Linked DNA regions of Bombyx mori: region 1 is linked to region 2. A link is a contact called in public Hi-C data. All regions are on one chromosome and are shown on one strand. Each heading gives the region's core, a stretch centred on a gene start, on an enhancer-like site or on the middle of the called end of the contact. The rest is flanking DNA. Distances are from core to core; before and after follow the strand shown. Region 1 overlaps LOC101741678 (A disintegrin and metalloproteinase with thrombospondin motifs 7). Region 2 overlaps LOC101741678 (A disintegrin and metalloproteinase with thrombospondin motifs 7).

Region 1 (7,207 bases), core at 3,018-5,517, 45 kb after region 2:
ACGCTGATGGTAGTAAATAAATAAAACCATCATACAACAAATCACGCGTGGTAACTGATGATGCAATTACGATCGAACCATATCAGAAATCTGATATTCGAAATGAATTTAATTATCATAATTATTACTTGTTTTAATTTTTTTTAAATTATCAATAATTCAATTCACTTCTACTATGAATGCATTTTCTTTTATTGGCAAGATTAAACTTAAATTTTCTGATTAAATGTTATCCAGTATAGCGCTGTTCGTGATATAATTTCGTTTATTAATTCAACTTTTTTAAATTAAATTTGTCAAATATCCCTGAAATTAGTGTTCAATGGTAAAATAGAAAAAAAATTGAGGCAAGAAAAATTTCATATTCTATTCTAAATTTATCATCGTAAAACGAAAATTTGTTATTATAATAAAATAGAACTCGATTTCCTTTAAAAAAAATAATAATGAATACTACGCTAAATTGCATCACGTAAGTTTTTTATTTACTTGAATCCGTAGATAGACAAAACCCTTTACTTAAACATTAATCGAGTCTGATTTTGTATGAGAGTACTTTAAATTGTTTTTTTTTTCTAAAAACGATGAAAGAAACAAAGAAATGTAACGATATAATTAGCATGACGGGCGCGTTTGTACGAGAGCGCGGGTCAATGTCGTGCCCTGCGCCCTGAACATGGCGCCATAGCACGGCGCCATCATTCCGTACATTCAAATAAATTTATGTATAATCATTATAATCTTAATGACATAATACGTATCTTCGACAATACTTTAAAGGTCTATGTTCGACAATTAATGTGTACGTGACGTTTTACACGAAAATCGTTTTCTATTTATGGAATACGTTGACGTTGATTTACGTCGCCGATAAAATAGTTTTAGCCGTGAATGAATACGGCACGACAGGTGAATTTACGTAATTAAAACACTAATCGAAAATAAAAATCTTAACTATTGCGATATTTATCTTAAGAATTGCACTTTTTCGAAATAATCATAAAAGATATTGAATCTGTTATCCATCTGATAAAAAGAATAATTAGAATTATTGTGTACTTGGCACATAAATACTCGTATATATATATAGCCCTATATATACTAAATGGTAATAAGCTTTTTGTGTTTCCTTATTTCAGTTTTAAGCTTAAACGTTCAATTATTTTGATAATTTTTTCCTAATGCATTGAATTCACAGTTTTCTCTAGAAAAATGATTTGAAGCATTTTTCTAGAATTTTCTTTATTTTTATACCATGAGGCTAGTCACTAACAACAAGCACGAATAGATTACATTTCATGCATTTTCAAATTAACATCGAATAGTATGGATAAACGCGTTGGGCTTTAATCAGATAGTTTGCCTTTCTAGGGACCCTAGGTTGTACCATACATTCAATGTTTCTCAATGTTCAATTTAAAATAATTCACCTTTGTTGTGACAAATTTCAATTTAGAAGGTTCTTTAAATAAAGTGAAACAATATGAAATCTGATATATGTTAACGCCATGTGAAAAAATCATAGAAAACGGTTTCTCGGTATGAAATTCTATTTTGTAACAAACAATTGCATTCGTTAGTTTTATCGCTCATCGTATGAACAAATTCATATGAATTCTGCGTGCTCCGTCAGCGACCAAACGGCGCTAGACACACGATATCGCATTTAAGGCCACACAAGTTCTATACATGCCACTTGTACTTGCCAACCATATTGGTCCAACAACGTATTCTAACATGGTAAAAAATGTTATTGTCCGATCTAGTTACCTTATTCGACTACACCTTGCATTACGCAGTGTACTTACTGTAAATTTCAAATAAGAAGTTTCATAAATTATACCCTGTTCACACAGGAATAAATTATGTTGAAATAAGCAGTTACCGATCTGTGAATTTTCGGATTTATACAATTTATAGATCACTAGCTTTAGGCTTACAGCTTCACTTGCATGGATAACAATTTTTGTTAAGATTCAGACAACATTAGCGATATAAACACAACTAAATAGTTTTATTAATATAACACCGTCATGATTTCGCCATTTTGTCCAAATTATTGACCAATTTATTTACACTAACCCTCATCGGCTTTCGCTCTTTCTATTCGTGGAAACCGTATCGAAATCGGCTGCATAGTTTACCCGAAGTGAAAAACAAAATACGACTTTGCTTTATACTATTTAGAGATAAATTGATGGTAGGACGTGATGTACGCCGGCACAAGCAAGTATCGTCGGTCTGGCTATTCTTGTTGCAAAGCATTCACACGTTCCAGTGAATAGCCGTTACTTGGATACAACTGAAACTTCAAGTTTCATTTGTTTTAATGTTAGCATTCACATGTAATATTTATCGGCGTAAATATTAAATATTATAAGCTTTATGTTTGCAATGCTCTACAGTGATAAGACGTGGCGGGCGATGTTTGCGAGTCCATCATCCCGTAGAAGCAAGTGGCGGTGCATGAGCAAGAATGGTCTTATCTATCCACACCTGCCCGTCGTCGTTGAGCCTAGAGCTGAGATAAGGGTTTCATTAAAATTTTGACCCCCCAAGTATTTCAGGTCCTCTTCAGTATATGCCATTTTGGAGACCAAGAAGACGACGTGTAAGTTGCTCTCTACGTGCGTCTTGCGATAGAGCTGCCGGTGATAGGTTATATCGCCGACCCACATAGGATCTGACTCAGCGGGTATCCTGGAAATACGAGTTAGCGTTTGACGTGCTTCGAGTAGGCTCTCGACCGAGAAGCCGGGTGATCGTGGACAAAACAATCACGGTGGGAGTAGAAGAATAGGGAAAATGGCAATCTGCACTCAAGAGCTGTGTAGCCGAATGATTAAAGTTTATTTTTATAACTGGAAGATGAAATAAATTATTTGTTATTACCGGTTACAATACCACGAAACCGCCTGGCCATTCTGTAAACCGACCTAATTGCTTAGCGCCTCACGTGTGCGCGTGTAGGTGGAAAGCAAAACTGTCTAAAATTGTCCAACATAGCCCACTTTTTTGTACAACGATTTAGTAGAACCTATTGATTTGAAAGAGCACTTATTCCATTATCTTTATCTGATTTAAAATCACTTTATATTCATCGAAGTACTTAAACTTCTGTGAGGCGTGATAAAATCGGAATGAAACGCAATAGGGCGCCACATCCAGTGTCTTACGTAAGTTACATTATACTACAAAGAACAAAGAACGGTCCCTAGACAGTTACAGAACCCCCGTGGTTATAATGTGTCTGTAATCTAACAGAATTAATTGTTTTTTCGTCTGAATGCCACAGCACAAGCAGTTTGGAGATATTTACGTTTGTTATTGCCTCCATATTGGGATTGCAGTAATCATATTCATTATTTTGGGGTCCGTAGACTGGTCAAGGTCAATTTTAATGATCCTAAACCTATTTCAAGTCAATTTAGCTACAGGATAATCTCGAAGATGTTTGTAAATTGTTTATAGTTAAATCACCATTGAAATTTAAAAAAAACATGGTACATTTGCATTTTTGTACTAGTGTTCCTCCGTCCTTTCTATTTCTATCGCTGTCTATCGATATCTATCGGTTTTTAGAATTTTTAACTTTTTTTAAGTGTGATGGCCTCTGGTAAATATTTAAGATTAATAGGGTCGCAATGGATCGTTTTTCTCAACGTGACGTGAAAAAAATTGAAAATGAAATTGGCACCCGAAAGTAGATCGAGCCAACAATATAGATGTAGGTATTACATCATTTTTCGAGCATAATCAGAGTATGTAAACTGTGGCATTATACGTGTATACGGCGATGTGACAAGAACAAACTCTTTACGAGTTTCCTGTAAAAATACGTGCTGCGTAACTATTTATTTTGTGACTAAATACATTTAATTTTCACGATAAGATCGTTCGCTCGTCTATCTTTAGAAACGGTGATATTTAATAACTACACTAAGAAAAAAAAGGCCCCGAATAAAAAGGTAACATTAAAAGGCTTCAGATCGTATTTATTAGACATCTGATTTCCCCAAAATAAATTACATGCAGTTCTATTAAGTGTGCAAATTATTGCAGAAACTTTAAGACGAAGAAGATCGATTTAATGAAAATACATGTGTTGGTGTGATTGAATTATTATCTGACGTAAAACGCCAATCATATTTTACTAACAAAATATGGTAAAGGTATGTTTCGTTTAAAATGTGCATGATTTTATGAAACGTTCAGGACTGAGTGGCCTCAATGCACATAATATCGTGTGTAAAGTGACAGTTTTACGTCACCACCTACGTCACCCCGACCAACGGATTCGCGCCTTTTCTGCACTACGAAGATAAGGTTCCGCGTACAAATATTGAATTTACACGATAACGAATCAAGATCGTTATACTTTACTTTTTTATGGAGATAAAAAAATTCGGTAATATTTTAATTAAATCTTTTATAGCGCTCTCATCAAATGGCTTGTTAATTTTCCTTGTTGTTTTGAAGCCGGATTGTTTTGGAAAAGTTGCTTTTATAAAACGGAGAAATAACGGAATAATTAAAAAATGTTTTTTAAATTGTTACTTAGTTATTATTGACTATTTGTATACATACGTACATGTTGAAATAGAGATAAATGTCTTCAATGAATTTTTCTAGTAACACATAGTTCTTCAGATATTTTTTTGTTTTTAATTATGCAGAAATATGTTGAACTGCCGCGCGCCGGCGCCGTGACTATAAGTCCACAATTCGTTTTTCAGATTTTCCTAGATGACTTTGATTACTTTTTTATATTATAATGATAATTAAATGTGGTTAAGCGCGGGTGACACAAAAAATCAAAGGGTCGAAGCTTCGGGTAATTTTTTGCATAATTATGATACTTATGCCAGAGGTTTGAAATTAGTTATTAAAACTACGTTCTCAATTTTCTGTCAATGAATATTGTATAGCACAGAATGTTTGATAAAAACGGTCGTTTTTGGTAAATGTGTTATATGTAGTTAAGTTACATTGTATTTGGCATTAAATACAATTTCAAGAGTTGATTTTCTGCTAATTCATGCTTCAAGAAAAGTTTGAACTCGAACTAAATAACAATTAATCACAGTTAATTTTCGAGTTTTGGGATTAAATATTAAAATAACAGAAAATTGAAGTTTGAAATCAATGACACTATTTAGGTTGCATACAATTTCCCAATTTACCGTTTAACGACAATTTATCCGAAATCTGAGAAACGCTTGATGTTCCGTATGCCCATAAACTTTGTTCGTAAAAATTGAAACATAATATTATAGAATTCATAAAGAAACTCAAAGTCGATTTGATCATCAATAAAAGTGTCAATAATAAAACAAAAAGATTTTCTTACATTGCAATTCATAAAATGTATTTGTGGTAAGTAAGTTGATATTCAAGCATTTATTTAACTTCAGAATTCATATTTATTTATTCTCGAATGCGCGTCATCTATACTAATATATAAATCTACAGTGATTTTTACGGATGTTCGGTTATAACTACTGAACCATGCATCCGATTAACTTGAAACTTGGTATCCATGTAGAAAATACATGTACTTAATGGATAGGCTAATATTTATATGAATTTTTTTTTATTGCCCTTGTAGGCAGACGAGTATACGGCCCACCTGATGGTAAGTGGTTACCGTCGCCCATGGACTTCAGCAATGCCAGGGGCAGAACCAAGCCGCTGCTTACCGCTTAATACTCTCCACAAGCCTCGTTTCAAGAAGGACATGTCATAGCGCTCGGGAAACATCAGTCCTTAATAATAATTACAATAAATAATAATGTTATTTTTAAATGTCCAGCGAAGCGGGCGAGTACGGTTAGTTTTATTATAAATCTGGGACATTCGCTAATCTCCTTAATAAGTAAAAATTAAAATTAAATTCCAAATATTCCAATTCCAAGTATACGTAGGTACCGGGAAGCCTTAATCCAATTACAGACGTTTCAAACTATTTGACAAACACAAAAAGGTCCGGCGTCATGGGAACACGAAGGCAAAACTGAAGAAATCCATCTTGTTTAAAATCCTTACGTTTGCGAACCCATGTCACCCGTCACTTCTAATTGTTTACGAGATATCAATTTTGAATTCCTCTTTGATCAGACGCGAGATTTGGATTTTTTTATTTTTTTCTCGTAACATGATCTCTCTCGGGTAGAAAAATTTAATTTTTATTATTCCATCGGCACGTGATGAATTAATATAAACGACAGAATACACTACCTGACAAACTACGGATATTCATGCAGACTAACAATTACCTCGGCTCGAATGCTAATTTTCTCAAATTCTATTCACACGGTGTCCGTTTCTATGAAGAAGATGTCAATTTTATTAAAATTGTTGAAACGTTGCTCTACGCATAAATTCCACATTAATTCATTTAAATTTGTACTCAACGTCCATCGTAACAATTACATCACAGCATACTTGGTTGTAGTTCTACTGTCACAAAAACGATTATTTTTTAGTTATTTTATTCAACAAAAAGAAACACTGTTTTTTTCTCATATGATTGTTGAATATTTTCCTTAATTTGATCCCACCTTGAACGTTTGAAAATAAACAATTATATTACTATCAGACTTCCACAAAATATGCCGTTAAAAAATAAATATTGTCATTAATATTACTGGTAGGACCTCTTGTGAGGCCGCGCGGGTAGGTACCACCACGCTGCCTATTTTTGTCGTGAAGCAGTAATGCGTTTCGGTCTGAAGGGTGGGGCAGCCGTTGTAACTATACTTGAGATCTTAGAACTTATATCTCAAGGTGAGTGGCGCATTTACGTTGTCGATGTCTATGGGCTCCAGTAACCACTTAACACCAGGTGGGCTATGAGCTCGTCCACCCATCTAAGCAATAAAAAAATAAAAAAAACTCACCAGTGTGCATAAATGTATCTATGCTATCCTGGACTTCTCGGTTAACGTCGTCGGAACCAAGCTCCACTCTCGTCATGTCATCAGTCCAGACGTGCTTCGCGTCGCACCACGCTACCAGCATTTGGAAAAGCAAGAGTTTGAACAATGAACACCGCACTTCCATCTTGTTGAGCACCCGAGATTCACTCGCGCGCATCGCTGTCTCTCGATTGAAACTTTAATCTTACTGAGTTCAGTGTCCTAACATAACCACGGCACTACTGATTCGTGTTCACTAAAAATGTCATTAAATACAATGACATTTAGGA
Region 2 (6,655 bases), core at 1,593-4,092:
AAATAAAACTTGCACTTATTACCAAAATAATGCTAACATTACTACTATGTGTGATTATTTCGAAGTTCATTGTTGAGTTTCTGAAGTGGGTCAAAATGATATATGAGCAACGAGTAGCATTCTATTATTGAAATTTATTTCTCTGTGAATCTCACTTGTGCTGGATTCAGTTTAGTTTCTAATGCCACCCGAGAAACTAAACTTTATGTTGCCAGCTGTAGTCATTATTTACAGGGTAATAATACTAGAATAATATCTCGTTTATTGACTCGAATATTTTAGTTATGAAATCACTGAATATCGACTGACGTTGCTATCTGTACCTATACGTCACATCAACTCCGAGCGGTCGTAGAGATCATGGATCCGTGATGTTTCTGTGGTAATATATAAGTGAAAATAGTAAATATATAAGTGACCTATTTATGTTAAATCGACGATTTGAATCTGATGATGCAAAATATTTATATAACACGCATGCTGTATGGTTTGGAAAAGGTAAAGAATCGGTGTAAATATTTTACAAGAATTTTCTCTTTTTCAATGCTGTCAAGCATATGGCAATTTTTTTAATAATTTTTTTAAAAATAGCATAACAGTTTATTTTAATAAACTTTATTATCTTTTATGGTTCGTATTAACGTTGAGTTGTGTAATTTTCTACACAAACGGATATCTCAGAATTCTACTCATAAATCATCCTTGTGGTTTAAATCATTTCTGTTATCTTATCGTACATTAAATACTTTATGGGTTTATAAAACATTGAATAGATATCGTCTATTGCGAATTTACAGAAGTCAAAACATTCGCTATTTATAACGTACGATCTTAATACGTTATGAAATATTATGAGTTGGTCCACTTGAAAGTTATGTAACGCGGCTTGTATACATACTGGATTGTAGACAGTGATTGTAGACGTAAAGAAATCGTTTCGGAAATTGAAACGGGATGAACTAATGCCGTAACTAAAAAGGAAACCAATATTCGATTTACAAATTTGAACAGATTTATTAGGTATTATTTAACACATTGTCTTCCACGGTGAAGGAATAACATCGTGTAATAAAAATCAAACCCACACAATTATAATTTGCGTAATCACTGGTGGTAGGACCTCTTGGGAGTCCGCACGGGTAGGTACCACCACCCCGCCTATTTCCGCCGTGAAACAGTAATGCATTTCGGTTTGAAGGGTGGGGTAGCCGTTGTAATTATACTGAGACCTTAGAACTTATATCTCAAGATGGGTGGCGCATTTACGTTGTAGATGTCTATGGGTTCCAGTAACCACTTAACATCAGGTGGGCTGTGAGCTCGTCCATCCATCTAAGAGAAAAAAAAAACACATTCTTCTAAGTTTGACCTGTATATATGTAATCTATGCCGTGTAATCTGTCAACTTAATTTTTATACGGCAAGACATCCGATTAACTTTATAATTTCGACACGTATCAAGGACCGATACAATAATTTTATCCTTTCGGTTGAAAATTGTAATGGTCATTTATTAAATTTGAACAGATTTATTATTAATTGAACACGTTTTATTAGTTTAAACTGTCCTAAATATCTATGTCATGCATTATTTCAATATAATAATCTTCATCAACTTCAAGACGTCGGTTTGACTTGAAAATTTGCAAACGTATCAAGGACGACATTTAATTTAATAATCATATTACTTGGATCTAATAAAAAAAGGTGCATTAAAATAATAATTATTAAATTCGGTTAGCTATTAAATTTTTTTCAACTACATTTATTTAATTATTGTTTCTATTAAATTTTGATAGTGTAATGCATAAAATCGATCTAAATCTTGAAATTACGGTTATTATGGAATTTTGAACACTGGGCGAAGACTGGTTGGTATACACATTGTACTTGTCGTTTAATTGTGTTCATGGTTCATGCACTTCGAAATTTACGGGAAAGTAGTTAGCAGACGGGCTATGCATTTACCGCGGCACCAAAAATGCAGTATATTAGCTAATTAAACCTTGTTTTTTATTCTATGTAAACATGTTTTTATTTTATATTCATATTAGATGATGATACCAATCCGTATACGCTTACAATGCGCCCTACGATCAGTATAACGAGACGATTCAGGAAATATTTAGTTTTGAAATTAGAAGTAAAAAAACATTGAAAAAAAAATCTACGAATGTTGAATTCTAAACAACAGGAAAACCTCAAATTGATCTTCGATTTCATACTAATTAAGTTTTACAGAAATATGTATTTTGATAGGCCGTTTAAATATATATATTTTTACAGGGACCTGTAATTAAATTTATTAAATGAAAATAATGGTTTATTTTATTAAATCATGTTAGTCAATCACTCAAAAAAAAGGAATTGTTAAAGTCAATATTCTGACGAGGTTTTCTCATATGAAATCGCTAAATATATTTTTATCAAATAGTTTTAGGTGATCACACGATTAGCAATGATACGTGTCGGATATCATTAAAACTTTTTTGCGGTTTAATCTCGCGTTTTTATTGTCATTACATTAGCTTCGACGCTTCGAATACTGTATATACTGTATGCATACAATATAGTATACTGTGTACTGAATACTAAATAGTATACTAGTATACCGAATACTGCAATATTCAGCCCTTCGTAACTAAGCGAATATATGAGTTACAATAAAAAAAAAACGCAAGATTAATACGATAAAGTAGTTTTATTGAGTTTATTACTTGCAAAAGCCGAAATAAATACTATGAATACGGTATGTTTAATTGACGCGAACTTGAATGGAAGGTGTACTGTACTTACTTGTGTCCCAGCTCGTGTGTAATTGTGTGAGCGAGCATTATTCCGTTGTCTTCGTTCACAGAACAGCTGCGGTCCGGCTTGCACATACCCGCTACGTGTGCTACACCCAAAGTACTGTGTGAATAAGAAATTATCATAAGTTTTTAATTAGTACATCCAAATTTAGTAGCGTAAAAAATCAAGTATTGGAAATGCAGCGCTCTTATCGGTACAGGTTTTATGGTAATATTCGGCTTACTGTTTATCTGATTTGCCTATTTTCCGCTTCTTTAAATAAGACTCTCGATGGGATACAATCCATCTTGAGGTCATTCATCATAATAACGATAGGTCACGGCTTATCTCTGCCCTTGGCATTGCTGACGTCCAAGAGCGACAGAAACCACCCACCATAAGGCATAAGGCCGTATGCTTGCCTGCTTACAAAGGCAAATAAAATGTTTTATAGAAAATTATTATATACATAATATGATTAATTCCTTCTTATTTATTTGAAGCAAGTCATTGTAACGTTCGCAATAAATATACTTCGTTAACAAAAAAAATAGGATTTTAATATTATGTTCTGCTTAAATAATATAACAGGTAAATTTATATTATTGATTTGATTTTTCCTATTTTATTCTATTTTTATTGGTTCTATGGGATTAATAATAAATATAATAACATGTATAAATATGCCCCAGACATGTATTGTCTACATACACCCAGAAGATACACCTAGAAGATTTTTACTGGTGGTAGGACCTCTTGTGAGTCCGCGCGGGTAGGTACCACCGCCGTGACTATTTCTGCCGTGAAGCAGTAATGCGTTTCGGTTTGAAGGGTGGGGCAGCCGTTGTAACTATACTTGAGACCTTAGAACTTATATCTCAAGGTGGGTGGCGCATTTACGTCGTGGATGTCTATGGGTTCCAGTAACCACTTAACACCAGGTGGGCTGTGAGCTCGTCCACCTACCTAAGCAATAAAAAAAAAAAAAAAAAAAGATAACCAAAAATAATTTACATAGATTCCGGATTCGATTTTGAACCCATTGGTATATCGATCAGGCTTACTAATCACTACATCAACGATCTGATCAAAAGAGTACATGTCCAAAACATTTCTATTTTTTACGGTTTTAAGTATTAATTCAAACTAGAGGTCCCGCAGTAGTCGAAATTCGACTATAATTAATTGGAATTGTAAGTTTGTACACTATTATTGTATTTTATATTTGTTAATTTCGCCAAGACTACACTATAAAAAATATTAACAAAGACAAACCATATTCTATTCTCAATTTGACAACAGACGTCAAGAACAAAAGTTTGACAATAAATAGTTTGCATGCGTGTGTGCGTCTAATACATGGTATGTAGTGTGTGTAATGTTTTCTTTATTGATTTAATGTATCTTTTATGCATTAGTTTAAAAAAATATTAGCACTGTGCACTTCTTCTCTATATTCTCTATAAGTGTGGAAAATTTCATACTCCTCCGTCCGCGCAATTTTCGTAAAAAGGGATACAAAGTTTTTGCTTCACGTATTAATATATAGATTAGACGAGCCCCATGGAGTCATCCGAATTAAGCAACTAAAAGAGAATGAAACTCGTAGCATTTCCCCGGGATACAGAGTTACTTGTCACTCTCTCTAATCCATAAACTACTAGTCGGATTGTATATAGGTCATTGGTATGTAAAATCACGAACAAGAAAACACTGGGTCGTATTTATTCTAACCGATATTCCCGACATAGTCTGGCGTTGTTATCAGAATGTTGTAACACATTCAGGCTGTAAGCTATCTCTGTGCCAAATTTATTCACTGTTTTTTGCGCGTTTATGTAACAGACATCTAAACATACGAACAAATATTTAAATAATAATATTTTAATTTATGAACTCATTAAATAGGTACAGGAAAAACATTCTCATTTGAGTATGTTTAACGGATTTTCTGATAAAGTAATTTAATTAATCACATGATTTCATGGAAACGGTTTTAGTAAGTAAGAATAAATAAACCTGTTTTGTGAGTGGGTACCTTTATTTAAGATCTATACTAAGAAATTTTATTTTTGGGTAATTTAATAGAGATAGAACATGAGGAAATAGAATTCTAAAAATTTACAAATGCATATTAAGAATTTAATTTCAATTTTATATGGTAAACGTTAAATGATAAATGCTCTGAGCTATTTTTATTGGTACGACATTTATAAGGCGCCATCAATGATAAAACAAAATTTTCAATCAAATATAGTGTATGTTGCAAATGAAATCACAATTGCGACAGGCATAGGGGTCCTGTCCAAGGAATCCAGGTTGTATGCATCGTTCATGCGGTTCATTCCCTGTTGTTTCAAGAGATATCAAAGGAAAACGATTAAGGTCGGTGGAATACGCTGAATGCGGGTTGCTAATGGATGCAGAATGCGGGATGTCGACTGGTCGTTGTGGCGGATCTCAGGGGCATCTATGTCTATGGGCTGATAATGACGAACCTTTGAGATCAATTTTTTTTATTAAAATATTATTACCGGACTTAATCTAGTCAACGGCCAACAAAGATATCACCAGTTGAATGCCGCCACTAACCTTGAGATTCTGCTACAAAGTAGTAGTACCATCCCTTAAATCGAAAGGAATAGTTGCTTTGCGGCAGAAATAGGCAAGATGGTGGGAATCGCATGGCCTAATAAAATACCCTAATAATATTTATACTATATTTACTTATACTGTATTTATATTAATAATAATACTTTTTATAATATTCAGAGGACGCTGTTGTCTGTTTTGTCGTAAATCCCTTATCGTCTTTTCGACTCCCACCGTAAGATGTGCATTAATGATATTCTAAACCACCATAATGTCAAGTTCATACGACCAAAACATACTGCGTTTTTTTTTTTTTTTTACTAAAAATCACGCCACGTTATCTACTGGTCCCGTGCTAAGTTCCTGAAGAGCTTGTGTTATAGGTACCAGAAAACGGAAATAAATGTAAGATTTTTATTACACACATACATATGTATATTTAATATACAGCCATGACCCTGGCAAAGACATTTTATATTTATCATACAAAAATATCTTCCCTCGGCGAGATTCGAACCCGCGACCCCCTTGTGTAGTGACCATGTCACTTACCACTACACCAGACAGACGTTGTAATGAAACAATAACAACGATAACACTTTTGTATTACACGGGAAATATTAAGTTTTATTTCGTCTAATATACGCAGCGTTAATGTACTCAGTTCGAGACGTACGTAGTTACGATGTTAAAATTAGACTATTACATTGTTACCGAGTCGTTTAACATTGAAATACATCAAATATTACGCCGTGTTCCAGTTTGTAAAAGTAAACAAAAACATTGGAGTACACGATCGAGAGAAATTCGAGACTTTTATTTACAAAGACTCAAAGCTCGCTGCTATTAATTAATATGTTACAATATAATGTTAAGGTATTTAGAGATAGTAAACGTTAACGACTGATCAATTGCACACTGGATTTATTTAATCGAAAAAAATAAATTATTGTCAACATTTAAACACAACCTATAGTAGGTGATTCGCTTTTAGAAGTCAGTAACACTAATGCCTTGTTCGGACTAGGCGAGTATTTTAGTCGAGTACCGAGTAATTTAGTGGCTAAACTACTCGCTACTCGCCCGAAAAAATAGAACAAAATGGATTGACTTGATTAAATTATCTACTAGCCTACTCGACTAAATTTTTGGTGCTCAGACACATTTAGCTACTAAATTACTCGGTACTCGACTAAAATACTTGCCTAGTCCGAACAAGGCTTAAGGCCTATAAAAAATCTTTTCGGTCGGTCTAATATTACTCGTTAATACT

Evidence for each region. Hi-C and Micro-C count contacts between places; a contact is called where the count stands out from the background.
Region 1: a contact with region 2 is called in a Hi-C map of middle silk gland, with 1.6 times the contacts expected there. The contact joins two enhancer-like sites. A contact is called at or near these places in 2 of 7 Hi-C or Micro-C datasets (middle silk gland and whole pupa).

What each region holds. Positions count from the first base shown.
Region 1 is chr21:8,529,379-8,536,585 of ASM3026992v2, forward strand. It overlaps LOC101741678 (A disintegrin and metalloproteinase with thrombospondin motifs 7), which reads right to left. Exons shown (of 20, transcript XM_038018510.2): 2 at 6,900-7,207. The coding sequence starts at 7,095. Among protein-coding and RNA genes, the nearest start is that of LOC101741678, 40 kb to the right of the region's middle. Within about 2 kb of position 4,268, at least 4 of the 8 cell types and tissues checked have open chromatin away from gene starts, as enhancers often do.
Region 2 is chr21:8,485,954-8,492,608 of ASM3026992v2, forward strand. LOC101741678 (A disintegrin and metalloproteinase with thrombospondin motifs 7) reads right to left here. Exons shown (of 20, transcript XM_038018510.2): 8 at 2,797-2,910. Among protein-coding and RNA genes, the nearest start is that of LOC101737826, 25 kb to the left of the region's middle. Within about 2 kb of position 2,843, at least 5 of the 8 cell types and tissues checked have open chromatin away from gene starts, as enhancers often do.